Linked DNA regions of Mus musculus: region 2 is linked to region 1. The links are chromatin contacts, called in public HiCAR-type maps. All regions are on one chromosome and are shown on one strand. Each heading gives the region's core, a stretch centred on a gene start, on an enhancer-like site or on the middle of the called end of the contact. The rest is flanking DNA. Distances are from core to core; before and after follow the strand shown. Region 1 overlaps Slc25a13 (solute carrier family 25 (mitochondrial carrier, adenine nucleotide translocator), member 13). Region 2 has its middle 13 kb from the start of Gm22155.

Region 1 (7,000 bases), core at 1,300-3,799:
GATTTAAATAGACTCATGTGTTTGAATGCTTGGCCCATAGGAAGTGTCACTATCAAGCAGTGTGGCCATGTGGGACAAAGTGTGTCACTGGTGTAGGAGCTTTGAGGTCTCTACACTTAAGCTTTACCCACTGTAGACTTAGAGTCTTCTCCTTGCTCCTTTTGGATCAAGATGTAGAACTCTCAGTGCCTCCAGCACCATGTCTGCTTGCATGATTCCATGCTTCCCACCATGATGATAATGGACTAAACTTCTGGAACTGTAAGCCATCCCCAGTTAAATGTTTGTCTTTCTAAGAGCTGCATTGGTCATAGTGTCTCTTCCCAACAATAAATCCCTAAGGCAGCTGCTCTCATGTGCACTAGAAGTCTCTCTCTCCCCCGTACTTGCTACTTTGGGGGATGCTGGGCTCTCTACAGTCTAGATGAGGCACAGCAGCACAGGAGGGAGTGGGAAGAGAACACAGGCTGCTGCTCATGCCCTATGCAAGCAAGCACTTTGTCTATGGTGCACTTGTTTATCAGCCTCTGAAGAAGCAACTTCCAATTCCACGAAAGGCTCTGTTACCACCCAGTGATATATTAATTTCTCCTATGAAAACATAGGCAAATGCCATTTAAGCTAATTCTTACTATCTTACTATCTTCTTTCATTCAAGCCACCCCTCCCCAAGTTTAAATATTTATTTGCTCCATGTATTTTTTTCTCATCATTAAATTGTACAGCAAACCTGAACACACTGTGATTAAAATGATTACCCCTTGTCCGTATGGTTCTTTTAAGTGACTAATACAACCCAGCTAGACTCAAATGGCTGTTGTATTACCTACAGTCACTTCAGTCAGCCTTGAAGCAGACTGAAATTTGTCCTTCTTGCTATAAATATAGTGACACATTTTGAACATCAAAACACAAAACAGAAAATCTCAATTTAAGACTAAAAATAGAGCAAAAATATGTATTTGTGGAGCAACTATCTCCCAATACTTTTTGCTTGTGTCTGATAGAATGAACCGGGAAGAACACAAATGAGATGGGTGGCTTCTTGGGGTGAAAAATCTCAGTTTACAGAAAGGCCTACTTGTCTACCAAAGTACACATGCAAAATATCAAGATCTGGGTCCTTTCAGAGTCAGCGAGATAACTGGAGATGGTGGAGGAATCACAGATCTAATAACAATGGTGCTGTTTATGGCATTCACTGCACACCAGGTATTACATCTGGTGTTTTACATAAATTAATACAATTAATTCACACGATAATCTTTCCCAGTGCAACAGCACCACCATCATGGTCCTCCCCCTCCTCCTCCACCTCCACCTTGTCATCATCATCATCTCTTAAACCATGAAGAAAATGAGGCTGACTTCCAAGGAGCTGCAGGTCCCCTGACTGCTGGATTGGCAGCACAGTTCACCTGGGCAGGTAGCACACTGCTTCACACATTGGCGCTAAGGAGCATGGACCAAATTCTGCAGACACATGGGGTGCCTTTTAAGATGAAGAGTGAGGTGTAAGAAGTAAGAAGTTCTAGCGGCAGTTGGAGATATCTGTCAAGGCCAGAGGTAGTAAAAAAAAAAAAAAAAAAGAGTAATAGTCAGAGATCACAAGCTTCCCTTTAAATGAAGACCTCCAGCAAAACAAACAAACAAACAAACAAACAAGCTACACGTCCACCCCTAAGACCTGGGACGGGTTCTGGTGCTCAGCAAGGCAACAGGAAGGAACCAGTCTTGCCATTCTTGCGCTTAACTCTCCTATGACTCCACTGGAAAGTACTGGTGATTCTGGGTTATCATAAGAGGCTACAAACGGGCCTGGCCACTATCAGCTCTGAGCAAAGGTCTCCTGAAGGAATCATAAAGTGCCAGACTGTGAAAAGCCCAGGGGTGGAGATTCCAATAACTCCGCTTCTGCGTGGTTCCCAGAGAAGGAGCAGAGGATGGCTTAGCAAGCCTCCAGCTGACATCCCAGTTACAGCACCTCATCACAGCCACACTTAAAGCTCAAGAACAGATGTGCTTGACATCTGGGTAGCTCAGCAGAAAAAGCAGGTTTCTAATAATATGTCTCTGGTGGTCCCTCAGAAATTCATTTTAAACCACTCCGAACAGAAACGGGATCTGTGTGTGTGTGTGTGTGTGTGTGTGTGTGTGTGTGTGTGTGTGTGTTGTTTCTAACTTGACAAAACAGCAGTCCATTTTCCAGTCGCCTCAGATGAAATTTATTAGTGTGGTTACTTCTCTAATCTTCTCTTTTTCGTTTAGCTCCATCGGCACACATGGCAATTCTTCCTTGGCACATTTTACCAGAAGGCTGCTAATGCGAGAAAAGATTTACAAGGCACAGAATTAATGCAGTGCTTTCTCTTCAAATTTCACGGGCTGAAAATATAATTCACACAGTTTCTTCTCCCTTAAAGAGGCCAATGAGAACTGAGCTAGAGGCGAGGACACTGAGCCCTCCCCGGGAGCCTGAGCTTCACACAGCACCCCAAAAGGAGGTTCCTGTGAACATCGTGCTCAACTAGAGACCAACTCCACAGTCATGTGCCAAAGAGATTTTCATGAATACTTCCAAAATATTATGCAATTCTTAAGCATCTCAGAGTTGGCCAAGACTGGGGAAAAAAAACTTCTTGTCAATCCAAGCCCAACTAAAGTTTGTTTATTCCACACAGTTAGTAGCAGCTGAATACTGAGGCACAAACCTTAAAGAGAAAGAGAGATCTGGGTTGCAATTCTGGGTTTGTACCTCTTGCTGGTTGAGATACCATTATAACATTTGGCCTCAAAGTCGAGCTCCCCATTGGTAAAACACCAACGCTAGCTGCTGTTTATTTGGATAATCCAGAGAACAAACGTTTACAAAGCACAAGCACCTCTTCGTGTTTACATGTTCCGAAGAGGGCGCTTCTCTCCTCCTTTTCAAGCTGCAGCCTTGCACTGCTTCCGATTTCTAAGAGGCGATCCCGGCTGAAGAACGCTTTTCACTCAGAGGTAGGTAAGGAATACAGTACTACCCACAGGACACCATGCCTGCCCTTGGAGGAGCTCGCCTTAAACAGGGACACCTGGACTGAGTGTCTAGCTGCCCCCACCTACAAAAATAGTGCAGGAATAAGACAAATCTTCAATTGTTTATTTTATGTTAAAGTAAAATCTTTTATTTAAATATTTAAGCACTTCTTGACCTCTGCTGGTAAGCAATTGTTTAAAGTGTAGCTTCTCCTGGGTGACAGAGGAGCCATGTGACTGGGGCCATGGGTCTGAAGCTCCCACTGTAAGGTTTAGCTTCCAACTGTTATTTATTGGCTGTGAAGTTGTCTGAGGGTAAGCTTATCTTTCTGAACCTTTGATTTTATCCCTTCCTTCATGGGAAAGATCATAGTTACCCTTTCTTAGGGTAGTTATGAGGATAAAAATGAGTTTATACAAATCTTCATTACTGCCAAGCACACAGTAAATGCTTCAGAGGTGGACTTCAATCATCATTATCAGTACTATCATAACAACACCGAACATTTATTCTCCATCCTCTTTCTTCATGGGAGACAGACTCCACACAGAGGCTAAGTAAGAAGCCTGTTCCACAGCACTGTCTGCAGCAATCCGCCCATGGTTTTTCATGTTCAGTATCAAGTCTCACAGCAGGTTCTATCTAAGCCTTTCATATTTAGCTTTCCTCTCTAGTAACCATACTGTTCAACCTTTATAGAGGAAGCCCTTCGTGCAACAACACCGGGTGGGTGGCGTCACACCTCCTACTCTGCCGATGGGTCATGAGTACCAGGCTCTCTGGAGAAGCCAGTGAGTGATCAGTGGTTGGGCTGATCAAGCATGGAAGCTGTGGCCAACGCAAGTGTTCTTCTAACCATGCTACACAAGTCAGGCAGGTCCATCAAAGCAACAGGGGCTCTAATAAGGAAGAAACTCAAAACCTAAAGGTTCAAACAAAAGCATTGCAGGGGCATTCTGCCCTGAGAAAGGTGGTGCAGCCTACAACAAGAAGGAAGGCATGCAGGGTGGAATTTGGTAGGGAAAATGAATACACATGACACCCGTAAACCCTTTGAACCCAGTGGCAACCCTCTTGTGTTGTCTTACCCTCCTGACCTCACTGTGGAGGCCACTACACTTGTCCCCAAGTCCCCAGAGAGCACCCCCTTGCTTTGAAAATCAGATTAACCCCCACTGGCTACCATCCCTGCATGTAGCCTGCCTTACAGCTTTGACTCTCATTCCTTTCTCTCCACACCAGTTCAAGCATTCTTTCCTCCCCCCTCCTCTTCCTCCTCCTCCTCCTCCTCCTCCTCCTCCTCCTCCTCCAAGCATTGTCTATTGCTTCTGACTCACACTGCCCCAGGCAGCAGGCTCCTCCACCTTCCCAAACACACTATCCTGTTTCAAAGACTCAGTCCCTTTCTCCACAGGCTCTCCGGCAGGGACTCTACAGTGGCTAGATTATGAGGCCAGGAAAGGGGAGCGAGAAGTAGTTGGGGTTTCCACACCTGTTTCCAGGGTCCCATGCTTTATTAGAAGTTTTGACCACAGTCTACACTATGGTTCAGCATTCTTTTGGGAGTCTGAGTATTAAAACATAAAAAGCAATGGCACCCATAAAGGTCTAGAAGAAAAAGCCGATCTTTTGATGGTTCTATTTTGTCTGGGGCTTCCCAGACTGTTACCAAGTGTCAAACACTCTTCTGTTCTCTAGTGACTTTCCAGATGCTGGCCAGGAAGTATCTAAACTATGAAGTTTCAACTGTTTCCATCTGAACAAGGGCAGCAGCTGCTCAAATACTACAGCTTCATTAGTTTAAACAAATTTGTCATTAAACTCTCCTCCAGGTTCCCAAAATTTGTCACCCTCCCAAGTTTGCTGAGCTCATCACTGCTCCTACCCAGGGCTCCCAGGCCTTCACCAACTTCTCACCATCCAGTGCGGGTCATCTCAGTGTGTGCTATAAGCTGCCTCTGCTCCCTAAGCTTTGGGGTGCCCAAGGTTTCTGCTCAGTCGTGGTTTCCCACAATCAATTATCTGTCCTCTGAGTTCTAGAGTTTAACATCACACATGAAAAGGTGAAGAAACAGGGCAGGGAGATTCGACTCAAGGTAGCCCATTCTGCACAAAATGGACGTTCTGCTGGACCAGAGTGGACCCACAGCTCAAGGCGGTCACAGAGGAACTGTGATGTCTTCAAATACGCACGTGCTATTAAATGATGCCAGTAAGAGTTATGAAAAAATGCCAATGGTTTTATTTTTAGCTTGAAGATTTCTGGGTTCATTTTTATCCACAAGAGCTAAGTATGAAGGAGGGTTCTCATGAGAACCTCATGGAATCTAGATTCAGCCATACACTATAGCAAGAGTCATGGTTTAAACCAACTAGCTGGCCCCCAACTTTCTTCTAGAACATACACAGATCAATGGCTTCCTGAAATATCAACCCATCATCCTCTAGATGTCACCTTAAGAACATGCCAGGATAGAGGATAACTGCTTTGAACCACAAAAAAAAAAAAAAAAAAAAAAAAAAAAATCCTGAAATAAATAATCCTGAAATTTTGCATGCAGGATTCAACAGGCTGACTGGAAAATGTTTTATATTTTGTGGACATTAATTTTCATTTTATTATTTATTTGTCAATAAATAGTTAGCCCAATTAAGGTATGGCTCATAAAATTTATCTAATTTGCTTTTTTGGAATGTTTCTTCTTCTTCTTCTTCTTCTTCTTTTTTTTTTTTTTTTTTTTTTTTTTTTTTTTTTTTTTTTTATTTCAAAAACAGATTTTCGGAATCTCCTGCCAATCAATAGAAACAGAAATCCTTTAAGAAATGTTTGTGATGTACTCTGCTTTCTCTTGAATATATTCGCTGTCTTGAAAGTTCTCCCCATGGCTGAGGCCCCTCAGGTTACCACCTGGGCACTGCAGAAGAGAGGAGGGCGCTGTAAGTCCAGGAGCAGCAATTAGCTGTTTCTGGAACGTTAAGAACACTTGCTTATGGATGACTACCCAGCAATTGTTTCTCTCCGACCAGCTCAGACTCTGCAGGCCAATGAGCTACTTGACTTACTCAAGCAGTCCCCTCAAATCAAGGGACCTGTCAGGGAATTCATTCAAGTCTCAAACACCTTTGAGTGAGTTAAATCGGCCTGGAAACCGGGGAGGAAACAAAGATTTTTAGAGTGACTTTGGGGAATCCTGGATTATCTACTTAGCCTAAGGGTGACATGTTCAAAATTTACAAAAATACCTGAGTCATTTTCTTGTAAAGAAAGCCACCTGCCCTACAGAGGGGTTTGAGGTCAGAGTCCTGGAACTCCTAAGGGGATCTTTTCCAGCAACCGAGAGTTGTGTAAAAAACCCACAGTGGTCCTAGGGATGGAGCTACAGGACCCTACACTGGGCACAAAGAATGAGTGCTCACGAGCTCACAACATTAGATTTCTCAACTCTCAAAAGCACTCCACTGAACTCCATCGCTGGCACTCAGCCTTCCTGGTGACCATGGGCAGTGACTCTGATGTGTGTTCTGACTACCGCCTGGTAACATGCCACACTCTGTACAGATGCCACCAGTCGAAGAAGAAAAAGCCAATGAGTCCTAAAGCACTGCTTGTTCCCTCTGGTTCGAATGGGAACTACTTCTAAATAAAAGACACCTTGCCGTGTTCTTGATGTCGGAGATGTAGCAGGGAGGCATTTAGCGTGGCATAAAAACACAAGGTGAAGAAATGCCTCCTTTGACAGCGCTTGCCACCGTCAAAGTAGCAAACATCGCAGTGTGGGAGAGCATTTGCAGAGATAGTTTCGAATAGGCGAGAAACCTTATTTGTACCAAATTTTCAAATTATCCTATTTAGAAAATATAATGGAGAAATTTTTTATCTCATGCAAATTCTAAAATGTGAGAGAATGCCCAATATTTTATAGCTCCTTTATGAATCAGATATACTCCAGTATTTCAACTACTGACAGTAGAGTACTACAG
Region 2 (7,042 bases), core at 889-3,388, 810 kb after region 1:
AATGGCAAATTTCAAGTTGTGTGTATTTCACCAAATGAAAACACCTAAAACTGAAAATCCACATTAGAATTCCAGTTCTCACACACTAGATGTGCCTCAATTAAACTTAGAAGTTAAAAGAAGCACTTTTGACCGGCATGGTAGTGTATGTCTATAGTTCCAACGTTCAGAAGTCCGAGTAAGGAGAATCACAGGTTTGAAGCCAGTTTGGATTGCATAGTGAAAGTCTAAGGAAACACTTTTAAAGGTGAGTCAGGATAGCTCAGCAGGAGAATGCTTACTTAGAAAGTTCAAAGTCCTTGGTTCAGCCTTCAGCATTTCCAAAACAAAATTGTAATCTGGGGCAAGGGGACATGGAGGTTTCCAGTGTGACTTTCAGTTGGACCAAGTTTTGAGCCAGGACTCTGAAGAATCATGGATCCCTTGAGACTTTATTTCCCCCAAGAGTCTGAGAGCCTTGTTATGTGATCTGATGTGAGTGTTCTGTCTTGTTTGGATGCCTTCCCATCATCTCCCTACTGGGTTAAACCCCTCCCTCCTATCTTTCAAGATCCAGTTCAAATTTCATTTCCTGCGTGAATCTTCTGTTCTTTGAGTCATCCTTAATTACTTATCTATTTATTTATTTTAACCATCCTTCATCTCATGATCTGTTTAGCATCATTCAAAATATTTGAAACTGTCACTTTCAGAGTCATATGTTGATGTCCGTATCGGCATGCTGTGTGTGTGTGTGCCTGTGCGTGTTGCGTATGTGTATGTGTGTGTATGTGTGTGTGTGTATGTGCGTGTGTGTGTATGTGCACATGTGTGTGTGTGTGCATGCACAAGCATGTGTTCTAGAATCACTAGTCTATGCACAATTAAAAAGGGAAGAACAGCCTGTGTCTTTTTGGTTCTCTTACAACAGCTAAGCTTACTGATGTATGTTTGCCCAGTTCTTGCTCTCACATTGTCTGACTCTGTTTTCTTGCCAGTATTTTCTTCAATGGGCATTTTTGAGAAAAATCCCTCCATCTAATTTTCTTCAGTCGGCTTTCTATCGTGTCCCACCCTCAGGAACTTTTAAAGTCATTTTTGGCTAATCACCTTTCCTACGAAATTTTAACACTAAAGATAGATGATCTATTTTTGTGTGTGTGAAATAACTACAGAGTCATATAGAAAATGAGAGAGATTATTATCAATATTGTTCTTGCTCTTGGGAACCAAGTTTTGCCCTTTGGGACTGGAAGGGTAACATTCCCACTGAGAATATGTACTCTAACCCAAAGAGCAGCTGAACTTTTAACCCTCTGCAGCAAGGTAGTAGAGTAGTTTAGGCTGTTTCCCAGGCATTCCAGGGCTTTCAAAGCACTGCACTAGGTAGGGTCTTCTTTCCCTGGCTCAGTACCTAACAATCTGGCTCTTCCTGCCTCTGTGATTACTGCCTTTGATACTAATCTGCACTCACAGGTAAGGACAGGGTCTGAAAATACTTTCAAGGTAGGCATGAGTTTCTCTCAACCTCATAGTTGTTTGTTACTAAGTTATTTGCTTATTTGCGACCAGTAGGGGTTGGGTGGGTGGTGCAGTTGTAGACAAACTTGCCATGTTGCTTCTTCTCCTAAGGTACATTGATTGAGTGAGACAGAAAGGGAGGGGATGGGGCTTAGGTTAGAAGACTACAACAAGTGCATATGGTGTCATGTCTGAGCTAGACAAAGGAATCTGCTTCAGGTCCAATAACTTTGGCCAGGGCAGTCAGCTGGACCATACTTGATTTTCCTTGCCTGATAAATTTTTGAAGCAAACTTTCTGCTCATTTTCATATAGTAACCTTCACTTAACAGAAATGTTGTACATGTAAGAACCAGTATATATGATGCTGTTCATTGTTCATTGCTCTTGGGAATTCCAGGCCCATGGGAAACTAAGGCAGGAACATTATCATGTGTCCCAGGCCAGCTTGAGCTAATCTAAAATAAGAGGAGCCGTGTCTTTGACAATAAGTTCTGAATACTATGAATTTCTTTGTGATCAAGGCATATTTGTATCACAAGCTCCATTCTTACTGACTAGCTAAGCTTGGTTTCACATGCTTCTTTTTGCTTGTACGTGGTAAGCAGCTGGCACTGGTCCCAGGTTAAAGTGTGGGAGTATCCGGACAGAGTGCGTTTCCAAAACTCACGCCAGACACGTCATCATAGAGAACACGTCTCTCCTGGGACTCTTTGCCAGAGTTTTAATTGCCTTTTCCCCTTTCTCTGAGATTCCCGTTTTAACCACATTACATTTTTGTTCAGGTTAAAATAGTCAACAAATTATTAATCTGATTTCTTTCATAAAATTAAACACATGAAACTCAAGAAGAACGAAGACCAAAGTGTGGACACTTTGCCCCTTCTTAGAATTGGTAACAAAACACCCATGGAAGGAGTTACAGTGACAAAGTTTGGAGCTGAGACGAAAGGATGGACAATCTAGAGATTGCCATATCGGGGATCCATCCCATAATCAGCTTCCAAACACTAACACCATTGCATACACTGGCAAGATTTTGCTGAAAGGACCCAGATATAGCTGTCTCTTGTAAGACTATGCCGGGACCTAACAAACACAGAAGTGGATGCTCACAGTCAGCTATTGGATGGATCACAGGGCCCCCAATGGAGGAGATAGAGAAAGTACCCAAGGAGCTAAAGAGATCTGCAACCCTATAGGTGGAACAACAATATGAACTAACCAGTACCCCCCCGGAGCTTGTGTACCTCTAGCTGCATATGTATCAGAAGATGGCCTAGTCAGCCATCAGTGGAAAGAGAGGCCCATTGGAAGTGCAAAGTTTATATGCCTCAGTACAGGGGAACGCCAGGGCCAAGAAGTGGGAGTGGGTGGGGGATTGTGTGGGGGACTTTTGGGATAGCATTGGAAATGTAAATGAAATAAATACCTAATAAAAAAAAGTGAAAAAAATAAGTCTCTGATTTTACTTCATGTCAAACAAAACCATCCTTTCATTTTTCTTCAGAGTGAGAAGTTCTGTAAAAGTTGCCTGTATTGTCTCAATGTTTCATTTGTCACTTACAAAAAGAAAGGTGAGCCTGGTGTGGTTGTATATACCTTTAATGCCAGCATTCTGGAGGCAGATCTCTGTGTGTGTGAGGCTACCCTAGTCTAATACAGTGTCTGGGTCACCTAGGGCTACAGAGTGAGAGTCTGTCTCAGGAAAGGAGAGGAGAGGAGAGGGGAGGGGGAGGGGGAGGGGGAGGGGGAGAAGGGAGACTTGTCATTCTTGCAGAGTACCTGGGTCTGCTTCTTTGAACTCACAGCGTAGCTCACCGCTGTCCAGTCTGTAACTCCAGGCCTGTCTCTGATCTCCACAGGAACAAGGCACTCAAATGGCACGTGAACATACATGCAGCCAAAATAGCCATACATTTTGAAAATGAAGGAAGAAAGAGCTGGAGTGGTGGCACGTGCCTTTAATTTCAGCACCCGGGAGGCAGAGGTAGAAGCAGGTGGATCTCTGTGAGTTCAAGGTCAGCATGATGTACATAGGACAGCCAGTGTTACATATATAGAGAGTCTGTCAAAAGAAGGGGGGGGGGTAGAAGGGAGAGGGAAGGGGAGGAGGAGGAGGGGGGAGGGGAGAAGGAGGGGGAGAAGAAGGAAGGAAAAAATTAAACCAATGTCTGTATACCTGAATATTCATAATATAGGGATATATATGATAGGAATACATTACAGTGCATGATATTTGCAAAGTATCTGGAGGGCATTTATCACAGCTCTTGATGTCTATTTCTCACACACTCTTGGGACATGAACGTATGGTATGAGCAGAAAGGTAAACTTCAATTCCTTGTTGCATGGGCACAGTTCAAAGCTTTATCAGCCTGAATCTGTCCTTTGTGGTGACTTAGGTGAGATGGAGAAAAAAGAAAGTTTTCTCTGACAAGGATGAGAGGAAGGAAGAGGGTATGTTCTCGTACAGCCCCTGCAATCTTGTACAGTCTTGTACCATCCAATGCAGAGCCTTGTGTTCTGCTGGCCGCACATACTGTCTGTCATCTTGAAGGCTTTTTTCTGTTATCTTTTGCTTTCTCTACATCCCACTGAATCTGTCTGCTGTGTTGAAGGCATGGTGTGAGACAGAGTCACTGATTTTGTTCTTTGGGGAAAATCACAGATGGGTCACCTCAAGATGCAGATACCTAGAAAATAATAATTGGGTGGCGATTCAGCAATATCTGTATCTCAATGTTCAGGAAATACATCCAACTCTGTTTAGGAGCATCCGTAAACTTTTAAAAAGTTAATTAAAAGCAAAAACAAAACTTATACCTGATGTACAGAAGTAAACAAAAAGGTCTACATGTTTTCTCGAGTTTAAGAAATAATTCATCTTTATCTTATTTATTTATTTTTTATGTAGCTGTTTCCTCTAAATGTTAAGACTCAGGAAGCAAAATGAACCAAGGTTCAAGAAGCTAACAGAACTTGTAAGATTTAGGAAGTTCCTGAAGCTTGCAGGATTCATAGACCCTTCTCCAGGGTTATGTAAACAGTAACAGTTGCTGTGGAAAGGAGACTGTGTCCAGCTGAGCTGCCGAGGCATGGGAAGAGCTGCAGAGATGGGGCTTTTGTGGTCATCACGCCCACTGGGGTGGGCTTTTCAGGGCGGTATAAGCAAATCATAATAAACTCACTGGTTTCTTAAGCTAGATGATGGTGGAACATTTCTTTGTTCTGTCATTGGTGCTGTATCTGAGGTCAACAGACTCTTATCCACATTTCCCCAGGTCCATTTTGACTAGCTTAATTCTCTCTCTCTTCATGCATACATATACAGACACTAATATAGGAAATTATTACATATAGTTAGTATCTGCATAACTAATAAGACTATGTACATATATTTATACATACATATATATACATATACACATATATGTATATACACACATACATACATATATATATATATATATATATATATATACACACACACACATATATATATATATATATATATTCTTTTAGCTCCTTAAAGGAGTTACAGTAAGAAGCTGAATCAGAAATGAAAATGCTTCTGTTATCTCAAGAAATCAGGATGAGAAAAACCCCAGGGTTTAAAATTGTGGGTTTAAGCTGGGCTTGGTGGCACACATTTTTTTTTTTTAATAAATAAAGCTTTATTGTTGGGCTGGAGAGATTACTCATGAATAAAAACCATTTGTTGTTCTTGCAGACAAGACCTGCTCTTGCAGGTTCATTTCCCAACACTGACATGAAAGGTCATAATCACCTGTAAACCCAATACCAAGGGATCATCCTAGAGCCTCTCCTGTCTTCCATAGGCACCAGGCATGCGTGTAGTACACGGACATACATGCAGACCAAACACACACATACGTATAAATTAAGACTAGATAGACAATAGACAGGTATGCAGACAGAGGATGGTTGGATAGATAGATAGACAGACAGACAGACAGACAGACGGACAGATTATGGACAGATAGACAGACAGAGTGAGCTTTATTAGAGTACACAACTATGGCAGCTTTTCTCTACAACAGTGGATTAGGGAAATTGAGACAGAGACCACATGGGCCCCAGAGCCTGCAACATTTGCCTATCTAGCCCTTTACAGAAAATGTTTGCTGACCCTGGTATAGACTATAGTGAGCTATAGAGCACATTTTTTTTTCATTAAAATTAAGCATTGGTCATTTAAATAATGGCCAGGGTAAACAAAATAAGTCAGGTTGAGATTCTTGCCTGGTCTTGGAAATGAGGCTGCAACTGAAACCAGCTCTATCTTGCATTTTCTCTGCTGTGCTGAGACATCACCTGCTCTTCTCTCCTAAGGCAGTGTATTTCTCTTCAATGAGGTTTCTTTTTTTTTTAATATTTTTTTATTACGTATTTCCCTCAATTACATTTCCAATGCTCTCCCAAAAGTCCCCCATACTCCCCCCCCCCACTTCCCTACCCACCCAGTCCCATTTTTTTGGCCCTGGCGTTCCCCTGTACTGGGGCGTATAAAGTTTGTGTGTCCAATGGGGGTGGCACACATTTTTAATCCAAGTACTAGAAAAGCAGAGGCAGGTAGATTTCAGAGTCTGAGGCCAGCCTGGCCTACATACTGAGTTTCAGAATAACCAAGGCTACCCAGAGTGACCCTGTCTTAGGAAGAAAAACCAAACCATGGGCGTATTCACTTTCTCTTAGTGTAGTGTGCAGCTGACTGCCTATCACTTTGAAGAGTATCTTAGAGTATCTTAGTATCTTAGAGTATGCAGAGTCTGGGCTCTCTTCCCAGCATGAGATTCCTGGGGATGGAGCTCAGGTCTTCAGGTTTGATGAGAAGCATCTTTATCTGCTGAGCCACCTAAAAGGCTTTATCTTACAGGATGTGATGGTTAATATGGGCTGCTCACTTGACAGGATGGTCCAGGAGCCAAGCCTCACGACGGCTGAGAGAGTTTATAGACTAGGTTAATTGGGGGGAAAAGACCCATGGGAGGTGAGCTGAGCGCTAGTGGTTGCTTCTGGATCTTGAGGATGGGTGCAGTGTGGTCAGCCTCTGTGTATTTCCAGGCCTGCCCCAGCGCAGTGGACTGTGTTTCCTGGACCTCTAAGCCAAAATAAATCCTTCCCATTTCCCTGCAAATTGTTTCTGTCAGAGCATTCTATTAGGGCAGTGGGAAGAGTAAGCAATATGGGAGAGTAGTGGGGAAAGAATTTTGGTTTAATAACATTTAGTTACTAGAGAAGATGGCTTTTAAATATTTCATAAGGTATGTTATACAGTGTTTATTTACAAAGAGTACATACTGTGCTACTTAAGAGCTTTTATTAGGTACCCAAACATGGTATTACAGGTTGTTATGTTCAGACCATAGTCTATAGTCTAAACATATAAAATAATTGAAATATTTAAAATATTTTTAATGGTGTGGTAATTAGGACTGTGTAAACACATAATAAAATGTGACTTGGGTTTTCAAGGTCTCCGTTGTAGTAAAAGCTGCATTATGAGACAGTCCCACAG

Evidence for each region. HiCAR-type assays count read pairs that join an accessible place to other places.
Region 2: a HiCAR-type map of fibro-adipogenic progenitors shows a contact between it and region 1, with 10 times the contacts expected there. The contact joins two enhancer-like sites. A contact is called at or near these places in 4 of 484 Hi-C or Micro-C datasets (3T3-L1-derived adipocytes, cerebellar granule neurons, embryonic fibroblasts and 1 more) and 2 of 115 datasets of contacts at active chromatin or transcription factors (astrocytes and fibro-adipogenic progenitors).

The regions. Positions count from the first base shown.
Region 1 is chr6:6,099,267-6,106,266 of GRCm38.p6, forward strand. The region is part of intron 11 of Slc25a13 (solute carrier family 25 (mitochondrial carrier, adenine nucleotide translocator), member 13); the gene reads right to left. Among named protein-coding and RNA genes, the nearest start is that of Slc25a13, 110 kb to the right of the region's middle. Within about 2 kb of position 2,550, at least 13 of the 459 cell types and tissues checked have an H3K27ac peak or open chromatin away from gene starts, as enhancers often do. A contact at or near this core is called in fibro-adipogenic progenitors, where this site is marked.
Region 2 is chr6:6,907,648-6,914,689 of GRCm38.p6, forward strand. No RefSeq gene overlaps it. Among named protein-coding and RNA genes, the nearest start is that of Gm22155, 13 kb to the right of the region's middle. Within about 2 kb of position 2,139, at least 10 of the 459 cell types and tissues checked have an H3K27ac peak or open chromatin away from gene starts, as enhancers often do. A contact at or near this core is called in fibro-adipogenic progenitors, where this site is marked.